Regions from separate parts of the Triticum aestivum genome. Here region 1 is linked to region 2. Evidence: chromatin contacts called from public Hi-C data. All regions are on one chromosome and are shown on one strand. The core of a region is the stretch at or near the end of the contact, and the rest is flanking DNA. Distances in the headings are between cores, read along the strand shown. Region 1 holds the start of LOC123094868. Region 2 holds the start of LOC123092294 (SNF1-related protein kinase regulatory subunit beta-1).

The links. Hi-C and Micro-C count contacts between places; a contact is called where the count stands out from the background.
Region 1: a contact with region 2 is called in a Hi-C map of leaf, with 9 times the contacts expected there. The contact joins the promoter of LOC123094868 here to the promoter of LOC123092294 in region 2. A contact is called at or near these places in 3 of 5 Hi-C or Micro-C datasets (all in leaf).

The regions. Positions count from the first base shown.
Region 1 is chr4B:390,405,323-390,411,341 of IWGSC CS RefSeq v2.1, reverse strand. LOC123094868 reads right to left here and starts at 1,514. Exons shown (of 1, transcript XM_044516744.1): 1 at 707-1,514. The coding sequence starts at 1,332. The coding sequence ends at 895.
Region 2 is chr4B:389,923,969-389,929,659 of IWGSC CS RefSeq v2.1, reverse strand. LOC123092294 (SNF1-related protein kinase regulatory subunit beta-1) reads left to right here and starts at 2,145. Exons shown (of 4, transcript XM_044514019.1): 1 at 2,145-2,521. The coding sequence starts at 2,282.

The DNA of each region.
Region 1 (6,019 bases), core at 265-2,764, 480 kb before region 2:
GATTTTGCAAGCCCAATTTACTGTTGTGAGAGGACCAGCTAGATTTTGGGATCAAAAAATGCTTTGGTACATCATGCACGCGTGTGTGATCATGCATAACAATGATCATCGAGAATGAGCGTGGCCAAGATGTAGACTACTCTCAGTATGAGTTGTTGGGACATCCCATGCGAGTGCGACGGAGGGCTGAAAGGGTGGCCCGTTTTGTTGCCTCCTATCATGCCATTTGACGTCCGACAACGCATGATGAACTCAAGAAGGATCTCATTGAGGAGTGGTGGGCATGGAATGGACGACAAAGAGCATCATCATGATTCGTGCATTCGACATTGTATTGTTGAACTATTTGTTGTGTTTATTGCACTATTTGCTGTTTGAATGATAAACTGTTTGTTTGAGTTGTAATATGAAATTAAACTATTTATTTTAATTTATTTTGTTTGTGTTTGATCTTTTGCTTCTGTTTTAAAATGCATATGTTGCTTGTGCTAGAGTCACGCGTGCTGTATTTTTGCGCGCTGCTGGAGCTGCGCGCGCGTTGCATTTTAGCGCGGCTGCTGGAGCCAGCGCTGCCTGCCGCGTCAAACCAGGCGACGGGCGTGCAGCTAGTTTTTAGCTCGCGACGTGTTCAACAACTGTTGGAGATGCTCTAAATGAAAGGTGATGCTGCCATGACGGCAGGAGAAGATCTCGAACAAGGAGGGCAAAAAACAAGTAAACAAAAATATGTACTAAGCTCTCGTATCAACATGACATTACCATCTCCAGTACAGATCGATCGAAAATCGAAGAAACATGAAGCATGACTGTAGACAGCAAATTCACACATATGCAAGTGATGGATTCGATGGCATGCCGAACCGTCGACCGACAAGAGGTGACCGATCTCCAATCCTACCAGTAGTCTTGGCCGTAAAGCAGGCCGGCGCCTCCCGTTTGGTCATACATACTCTGGAACGGCGGAGGCATGGCTCCGGCGCCGGCAGCGTAGTCCGCCGTGGACGCCATCACCGGCGGCAAAGCCCGGGTGCCCGCAGCAGCCGTAGCCCCCGCCGTCGGGGAGGCGTGCCCGTACGAGGAGTAGGAGGAGGAGTAGTAGGACGGGGCGCCCGGGGCGTCGTGGTCGGCCACGTTGGAGTCGCGGCCCGTGAGCTCCTGCACGACGGCGCGGAACTCCTCGGCGCTGGCGGTGAGCATCATGGGGCTGGAGATGTAGACGACCTTGATCCCCTTGCCGCCACCCTTGCCCTTCCCGCCGCCCTTGCCGTGGTGGTGCACCGGCGGCTTGGAGATGCCGTTGTGCTGCCCGTGGTGCACGCTCAGCTTGTCCATCTCAACAATCTCGATCGAATACGTACAGCAGCAACGAGACGAAGCCAAGGAGAGCGCGCGGCTCGCTGTGATGAAGTTGAAGCGGACTGAGCGATCAACCAGCTGAGCCAAGTTGGTTATAGCTAGCTGCTTTGGGGTGAGGAGGTGATGGGGGGTTTTGTTGGCGGGGCGGGGCTATATAGGGTTGTGCGGCCGCAAGATTACAAGGTCCGGTCAGGGAGACGATCTTTGTTTCAAGATATCGCCACTGCGCTTCTGTGGCTGTGGATTGGCCCCTGCAAGTTCCCGGAATCCGCCGGATAATAATTTTGTTGTGGGTTCCGGCCGGAGCGAATTGTGGCACATGGGGCTTTGATTGAGGTATCTCCCGCAGGCCGCAGCACAGCACGGTCATAGGGCGTGACGGTTTCGTGCGCATCGTACCGTTGCTTGGGAAAGTTGGTGAGTGGGTTGATTGGATGACCGGCGCGGGATAATTTTGAAAGAGAGAGAGAGGTGAAGGTTCCTGGAAAAGTAGGGCGCGGGAGTTATTGATCTTGATCGATCGACATGGACGTGGACGTCTGGTTACTTTTGTGTGCGTGACCGTTTGTTCACTTGTGCCTAGGCTTGTATATACTGCTAGTGTATCTGAAAGGGGGTGCAGGCGTGCGTACATGTCGCCTTTCAGTTCAAACCCTGCAACATCTGGGTGGTCTTCCTGTTCCAGTCCACGTACGGCTCCACGGAGAAAATCTGCGTTTGGCGCCGTGGCGATCGGAATCGATCGAGATGTCTCTTTTTTTCTCTGTGTGTACCACATGCACGTGCATCCGTGGTGTGAATTTTCCTTCCAGACCAAGGGGATACACGTCTGAATTTTCTCACTGCCAGTTTTAGTTGATCGATCTGAGGTTGTGTCAGGATGGCAGCTACAGTAGTAACGAACTACTAATTGATTCTAATTTGCAGAGCCGCCACTAGTTAACTAGATGGAGCAATACGGCCCGGGTTCGAAAATCATAGCCTCATGCTCGACCCACCTAACCTACCCGTTGTGGAAAGAATCCAAGTAGTATTACATAGTACAAGTATATATCCAACTAAAAATTGTTAAGAGTCCTTGTCGATTTTGGCTAACTAATTATTTTCCCGGTCCAAGATTTTGTCTCCGTGTACTTATAGGATCTCTGATGAGACGCGTACGTGCTTCTTCTTTCTGCTGCGCGAGCAGGATGCGTGTCAAAGCCCAAGCTCGCCGGCCTTGTACTCCCAACGGAGAACATGATACGTGTCTGGATGATTGCTTGTGGAAGACGTACAACAATGCACGCTTCTACTCGTATCGACCCGCGTGTCAGTGAGACTGTGACTCGCCGGATTGGTTTTTTCACCTGCACACCCGGGCGTGGGCGTACGTACGTGTTGCGCAATCGATGACGCCTGCGCGTTCCCGTCATTTCGTAAGGCGATCAGAGAGTGATCGCCACCGGGGCGGGGTGAATCGGAGGAAGGCTCGGGAAGAAGACGGCCGTTAAATAAATACTCCTAGATTGCAATGGCGCGACACGGACGCCAAGGCCCAAGGGAACTACGGAGATGGACATGGGAGAATAACCACCAGCCATTTTGGTCGGAACAGTGTGATCTTCGTCGACGTCCAGTCGCTCTGTGCATTTTAAAATCGAACCGAAAAACCATACCGAAAATAAACCGAACCGAACCGATTTTTTTGTTTTTATGGTTTCTGGTTTCGGTATGGTATGAACTTTTCATACTGATTTGAACTTTGGTTTTTATGGTATATACCGAAAAACCGAATGGTTAACCGAATAAACCGAAGTAAAAGATAAATTTATATTTCTTGAGATGAACAACCGTACAAGTTGTCATTTTTCTTGTACATGAGTCAAATTCACTACTAAGCACCTACATTTTTCTTGTAACATTGTCATTTTTCTCTTTTTAAAATGCTAAGCACGTCCATAACCATCAACAGATGAATCAATGCATGCATATATACTTATATATATAGTCATATACTATTTGTGTAAAATAAAATGTGTTTTGAGTCATAAATTTGCAAATTATTATTACATCATTTTCAAATTCGCGTCAACTTTGGTTTTTACGGTATATACCGAAACCATACCGAAATAATTTGGTATATACCGAAACCGAACCGTATTTTATGTTCATACCGTATTTACCGAAGTATTAATACCGTACATACCGAAAAATCGTATAAACCGAATCATATAAACCGAATAAACCGAACGCACAGGGCTAACGTCCAGGACCAGGCCGGGTGAAGTTTCCTGGCGGCAGCGATCTCACCGAAATTCCACTCTTAGTCAAGGTGCGCCGTAGGTCCCTGTCGCCCGATCGCCATCGGGTATCCAGGAAGGCAGCGCCCCATGCACATGTATCCTTGTTTCTCTGAATGTGTACACTTGTATCCTTTTTGTGCAAGTGTGAGCTCGCTGATTTGGAGCCATGCATCTCGGCGTCCGGATATCATTTGGTTCACTATTGGAATGTCTTGCCCATTTTCTCTCTATTCCAGTTACCAGATTCATTGTTGAAATTTTGGGATACGCAGGAGGGTCGATCGTGGACCACGTGCCAAGCTTAACGTGGAGAAGTAGACCAAAGGCCCCGACCAGTTATTAATCGAGGGTCAAATATATCCTCAATCAGCTGCATCGTTAGGGTATGACGTGGCGTTTTAAACTTTTTTTCTTTCACGAATTCGCAAAGCTTGCCTGTCTTTTCATTGATAGATAAAAGAGGAATGAGTCTTGTACATAATGTAGAATATGTGAATTGCACGATGTATTAATCTTCGTGCATAGGCACGTATATATGAGTACAAAGGTGGACCATGGACCTCAACTATACAGGGACTAGAAGGCGGGCCCAATACACAGTATAAACATATCATATATACTCAACACATAAACCTTATTCTCCTTCTTATAGGAAAAGGCAGTGCTTCTGCCGATTCCTCAAAAAAAAAAAAGAATGAGTACAACAGAGGGTACAACACATGGCATGAACGCAAGGAGGCATGCACATGGTGCCCGGAGCAGAGAGAAGGGGTGCTCAGCCCGAACAGGGAGAAACACGTAAACACACCAGCCTAAAACTAGAGGAGCAGACCGCATGAGTAGGACGTCGAACATCTTCAATTACAACACCGGGGACTCCGCTAGCGAGCAAGATATCGCCTTCAAGAAGGAGAACGGCGTCGTGACGCCCCCGCCATCCGGTCCGAAAAGCCGGACCTAGGGTTTTCCCTGAAGCTCGAAGATGGGCTCAACTAAAGCCATGGTAGCGCCTCCAAGAAGGAAAACGACATCCGCTGGTGTAGCCGCTGCCAGCATCGGCAAGCCGAGCATGGCTTTCGCCAAGCCTGAGTCCGAGCAATCCCATAGCCACCAGATCAAGATCCGAAGATGTAGGAGTCAACCTATTCGTCGACTGCTGCCTCAGAAGGAGGATGGGGCTGCACCCGGGCCGACAAAAACGCGAGCTTTGCAACCGACATGGTGTGTGGGCAGACAGGGTTGGAGAGGCAGCGAGGCAGAGAGCCGACACGGATGGTAGGTTGGCGGCCAACGCCACTGGCAATCCAGAGCCGGAAGGGAACGCAGCTCCGTTCCGCTAGAGGTGCAGCCACCAGGACGCCAACGAACCGAAGATGCTGGAAGGGACGCAGCAATCGGTCAGCCGGGGCCGAAACCGCGCCGGTGGGGGCGCCGACAGACAATGGACACCGGAGAACGCAGGTCCGTGGTCGCCGGGACCGGAGCAGTGCCGAAAATAACCACAGTGAAACTTCAGCCGCCTGCCAAAGGACGACGTGACCGCACACACGCAGGTTGTTCCCACAGCTCGGAGGAGGCGCCGTCAGGGATGGGGGGTGGCCTGCACCGATGCAGGGCCGAGCCCCGGCCTGCCCGGCCAACTCCCCCAAGGGCCTCGCCCACCCAAAAAAAACAGTAGCAAGAAGAGTTGCGCCCTGGGGGACAGGAGGCGGACGAAGGAGAGTCACCGCGAGCAAGGCTGCGCCGGAACAGTAGGAGGGGGCCGCAACAGCTGTATGGGAGGGGGAGCTCAAGGTGTGCCAGATCCGATCTGGGGCTGAGGGAGGAAGGGGGCTCCAGCGCGAGGTGGTGGGGGCGGGGGAGTCCCCCGCGCAACCATCCTCAGGCGCAGCGCGGCCACGCCGGCCGCCCCTCCGGCGGCGATGCGGGGGTCCGGTGTAGGGAAAGGGGTGGTGGGGAAAACAAAATCGCCTCGCCGCTGGCATCCCGGGGCACGGCCTGACTTTGCCGACCGGCCCTGTGGCGGCGGCGATGCGACTGGGGTTGAGACGACAGGGAGCTCCTGGCGGCAGCGAGGGTTTCCGCCGTGTCGCCAGACGCGGGGGAGGGGGGGGGGACTCAATTCCTGGCGTTTTAAATTTAGAAAACATTTAAAACTTTGTTTAACAATATGGAATCAACTCTTTGCATTGCACGTCGCTCGGTCAAGTAGCTAGGTAGTGTAGTCAGAGAGTGATTTTAATTAGTTAGTTTATTAACTGCTTTTCTCTTGAAAAAGTGTACATCGGCCGATTACGTAATCTCTCCTTTGGGACACGAGAATTTCTCAGGAAGAACGTTTCCTCCAAAAGTTTATTAAACCCCTTGCATTGATTCCA
Region 2 (5,691 bases), core at 896-3,395:
GGCGGACGAGCCCGGCCGTCCCATATCCGTCCCATATTTGGGTCAGATATGATGGGTGCCGGACAGTCCGGACGTCTGAGGATAATTTGAGGCGCCTGAGTGGGTTCTTTTTTGTGACCGATCAGTCCGTCCTGGCATTTGAGAAGGGTCTGAGGCTCCATAGATGCTCTTAGAGGCAGTCGAAAGAGAATTGTAATTTATTTGTCTAGACTTAATGGTTATCCCTAACCCGAATTGCATTAGTTTTATGTTATTTTACACTCTTTGCCGGTGTTGTTAGATAATTCAACGGTGGCCGGATCCATCTGTATCAGCGATCGATTCCGATGATTCGATTAAGGAGTTTCCTTTTGAAGGTAAGACTCGAAGAAGGAGCTGAGTAGTGTTGGCAGAGATGGATCGCACGTCGATGTGGAGTAGTACCATTTTCGTGTTAAGGCATGCCGAGCGCATAACTAATTAACTAGTGTTCTTTTGGCCGAATTAACTAGTGTTTTTTTTTTTTGAGAATGCTTAATTAACTAGTGTTGGTAGGTCGTCTCTCGTCCTACTTACATCAAATAAAAAAGGTCCATGATTCGGCGACGCAAATCCAAGCTCTAGATGAGGCGCAACCTACATAAAATGAACGACGACAGTGTTGCCAAATTTCCTGCAGTGGCACGACAAACACTGGAATCCTTTTTTTAGCATCATAAACTTTATTCATCAAATGATAGCCACAAACGCTGAAATCCTTTATAACACTAAGCTTTCTAGTTTTAAAGAGGCCACATTTAATTGCGGTCTTCAATTAGAATTGGGTTTTCTAATTTTAACCGGGTCAACAATTTATCAAATTTCTCTCATTCAATTCTTTTATATCATACATACACTTTCTAATTTTTAAGGCCTCACAATTAATTAAGGTAGTCAATTTAAAATTGGGTCAACCGATTTTGACCGGGTCAATAATTTGACCTCTCTCGTTCAATTCTTTTACTTTCCTATGTTTTCTAATTTCAAAACTCTTTCATTGAATTGTGGTATTCATTTTCGGATTGGATTTATGATTTTGCCCATTAAACATTTTTTAAATCAATCAACAACAACCGCCCTATAAAAACATATCAATCCCGCATACCCTCCCATCACTAAGAAAAAAGAAGCGTCACCATGTGATACCATAGCGAAAAACATTCAGATTTCTTTCACTTTTGATCAAGTTCAGAGCGAAAAATATCGACATCCACAATATTAAACAAAAAATATGATAAATTCATTTCATGATGAATCTAATCCAAATATATCAAATCTGTATGATTAGATTTGTAAAGAAATATTTTAAAATAGAGCGAGTATGTTTTTTAAGAAACCCAACAACACCAACGGCGCAGCAAAGCGCGTCTAACCCTTTCAAGTCGATGGTTAGAGGGACTATGGTATCCCTAGCCCACCAGGATTCAAATCCTGGTGCTCGCATTTATTCCTGGATTTATTTTCAGGACTTCCGGCGATGCGCGTTCAGTGGGAGGAGACGTTCCCGTCGACGATGAGACGCCTACGGTGACTTCAAAAATCTCAAAATGATATGTCCGGCTTAGTCTTTCGGAGGCGCTCATAGGGGTAGGGTGTGCGCGTGTGCGTTCATAGGGATGAGTGTATGCGCGTGTATATAAGCGTTTGTGCATGTACTGATGTTGAAAAAAAAAAGTCCGGGTGATACTCGCGACGGCAAACGCAACAAGGCTAATCCTTCACCTACCATTGTTCCTTGACACGAATCCATCCCTTTCACGATTCTCGTTCTTCAACGCAAAGGATTCCCAAGACAACACGCCAATGAGATCGCAGCGATGGATGCCGGATTTCGGGTCCAGGGAGCCGGCGCCCGATCCAGGTTCAGGTTCAGGCTCCTCTCTCTCCCCAACGGCCGAACGTGCGCGCCGTGACCAGGGCCCCGCTCCACGTCACGTACATATCACCAAACACGCCCCTCCGTGCGCTACACCCTCCTGCACCGACCGGCAGGCGGGCCACGTGGGGCCGACGCGACGGTGACGGTGCAAGTGCAACCCACGAGCGCCGGGTGCACGCTTCCCGGGCAAGGGGTAGCGAGCGGCACGCGCTTAATTACGCGACCAAACGGGCGCAGCCATCCCTCTCCCTCTCCTTCCCTCTCTCTCTCTCTCGCTCGTCTTCCTTGCCCCCTCGCGCAACAGCAGCGCCACAACGCAGTGAGTGGCACTTCCGTGATTTCGCCGCCGCGGGGGCGGGGGGAGGAGGAGGAGGGAAGGAGGCCATGGGCAACGCCAGCGGCAGGGAGGAGGACGCCGCCGCGCCCGGGGAGGCCGACGCCGCCGACGTCGACGTCGAGGACGGAGGCGACGACTCCTCGGCCCGCGGCTTCCCTCCCTACGGCGGAGGCGCCAACCACGTGCGCCGTGCGTGCTCAGTGGGCGTCGTGGGGGCCAGCGGCGGGCCCGGATCGCCGCCCGTGAGCCCCGGCCGCTCCCTCTCGCCGCGGATGTTCGTGCCCCAGGTCAGATCACCAGATCCCGCACCCTCTTCTCCATTTTGTTGCTCGCTCTACTGCTACAGAGTTTGGTTCGGTTCGGATGCCTAGTTTCTCCCCTGCTGGTGCTCGTATGTGCTCTCGAGATGTGGAGGTTCCACTGATTTCGTTGGTTGGTTGGTTGGCTTAGGGTCCCAAGGCGAGGACTGGTCGCGATCTGGAAATGGCTCTGTGTCTTCCAAATTCACTTTAGCTAATGCTGCCCTTTCTGTGGATAAACTGTTTGATCCCTGCGCGAGAATAGGGCAAAGAAGCACAAACCTACTTGCTGCTAGTCCATCTTAGTATTATTGATTGTAATGACAATGCGGGAAGCAGGGGCGGAGCCGGGCAAGCCAAGCCAAGTAAAGAAAAAATATCCAGTACAAAAATAATCATATAGAACAAAGTTTTGCTACCATTACATTTCCATTAATTTAAATTGGCCTCTATGATTGCCAATAAGATCAAAAATATTAATAAATTTCATCAGAAGCTATCTTAGCTGCTAAATTTTTTCTATGTAAATTATCATGCAATGGCGAAGCAAATCGTCTCCCATTTTATTTCGAAGACCTGTTTTCACAATTTTCATAGACGAAAAAGCCCACTCTGCCGTTGCCGATGAGACTGGGAGAGTGATAACTAGTTGTAGCAACCCGTCAACTATTGGATATGAAGAAGATTTACCTGTTTTAACTAGTCCTTTTGTTAAACCTGCACTAGATGGCAAAGTCATCAGTTCTGGATGGTTGCACACGCTGAAAATGAGGTAGCTGAATTTCCAACTAAGCTAATTCTTGACTTGATAAATAAGCGGGCTAGAATTTTAATGGTGTTTGGCCCTGCTTTTCTCTTCATAGCTGCTGCATGCGGATTGGAATGGAGTCATGGAGAATTAACATACTGTAGAAGTGTAGAAGTTTGACATAATCACATAAAAAATTGCATCACAGATAGGAACTAATACAAGATAGTAGACAATTTGCATCACAAAAATAAGAACTGACCCACACACACAGTACAGAACTATCATGATAATTGTGGACATTTGGAAGATGGGAACTCTTCATAGAATCGTAGACCATAGTCACAAATTACACAACCAAATTACCAAAAATAAAATAAAAATTGGAGCATCAATTCGACAGTGATACAGGATGAGAATCAACATTTCCGTTCGTTGGTTGAAGCGGGAAGAATTGACAGGTGCAGCAGCCAAATACCTGAACATGTGAATCAGATCTGCTGATTGAGAATTCGAGAGCACTCAGGGCAGCACGCTTGGGTCCTGGGAGAAGCCGAGCAGAGCAGGGCGACTGGAGCAGGTCGACTGGGTGAGAGGGCAAGAGGCGATCCGGGGAGAGGGCGTCGAAAACTGGAACGGTGGCGGCGACTAATCCCATGTATACGGTAATTATGAACTTGCAGTTACGATGGAAGCTAGGGGACTGACTAGAGGCAATACCCACCGGCCTACTAGTGGGCTTTTTTCACACGGGCCTTTTTTTCTTTCTACCAATATTGATGTTCGGGTAATCTGATTGGGGGGGGGGGGGGGGGGGGGGGCGAATACATGCGTACCTGGCGAACCCTATTTGACTCCCGCGTGCGTCAAACTGCTGAAGCGCATGCGGGTGGGCCAGCCCAGTTCGCGGCAGAGCGTGCTTCTTGCTGGTTTGGTTTTCTTCTGTTGCCTTTTTGTTTTGTTTGATCTTTTCGGTTTTTCTTTCTAGTTCTTTTACGTTATTTTGTTTCTTTCTAGTTTTATCTTTCTCTTTCTCTTTTACATCAAGGAAATGTTTCATTTTGCATTTTACCTTAATACTTTAATACGATGAACAGCCTGTGCTTCTTCTGTTTATTTTAAATTTTCTTCCTTTCTTGTGTACTATACAAGAGTTCATCGCATATTACAAAAATGTTCATATATTTAAGAACATGTTCACTGCATATTAAGAAAATGTTCATTGTGTACTTAAAAAAATGTTCAACATATATCACAAAAATGTTCAGTGCGTATTTTTCAAATTGTTCAGGGTATATCACAAAAATGTTAAATATATATTTTTCCAATTTTTCAGCATATATCACAAAAAAGGTTCAATGTGTATTTTAGAAATGTTCATAGTATATTTACAAAAATGTTCAACGTATATTAAAAGTGTTCAATGGTTGAATTTTTATTTTTGGATCTGTCACTACATATAGTTCTTGAAATTCATGCAGCCCTTTGACAGCAATCAGGCAGCAGCGCAAGTGGTAAGGAAAGCTAACTCTCTGTCGTGGGGTTCGGAGTTCGATTCCCCGAAACAGCGTTGTTTTTTGGGAATTTTTAGTACTCCCTCGCTGGATGCCAGGAAATGGGTCGGACCATTCAATCGCGCTCTGCGGGAATGCTCGTGTTCTTGATGCACGCGAGCGTCAGCTAGGGGCTCTCTGCATACCTGCCTATGTGTAGTCAATTGTATTGTACGTACTTCACGTTCACTCGATCGTTTGGTGGGGGGGGGGGGGGGGCGGCCAGGCCCCTGCTCGCACACCCCTTGTCTCCGCCACTGGCGGGAAGACACCAGCTGTGTTTATCTTGCCTAGTTTCACTTTGGCAGTCGTTTGTGCGAGCTTGATTGGTTTCTCCTAAGCAGCAAACCGTTTCGGAATAAGCTATGCTACTTGGACAGTAAACAGGGAGGTTCTATCATGTGCAAACTGTTGAATGGCCGTTTGATTGTACAGACTTTTTATGGGTTTTTTCTGTTCTAATTAAAAGTTAACATGAAGCAGATTGGTTAGTTCAAGAATTTTCGTTTGCCCCTTGCCTAATAGTTAGTTTAGGCACTGTAATGGTGATGTGTAAGTTAGTCATGAGAATGATGTCTCCGTGTGGGTTGTCCAAGGAATTTATAGGCTTTCTGTTAGGGTTCTGGTTCATATCGACACTGATGCTGGTTTTCAGACCATGAATTTAGATGCTTTTAAAAATGAAACTAATACTTGATATACAGTCGTACTGTAGGTCGTGTCTAAGCATTCAAAGGAAAAAAATCGGGTTAATTTGTTCAATTAGAGTGGGCGACCTGATGTATATTGTTTTCTATTATTACGGCTGAAGATTGGATTGGTATGTCGGTCACCTTCCTTCTCATTTGTTTTCTCAG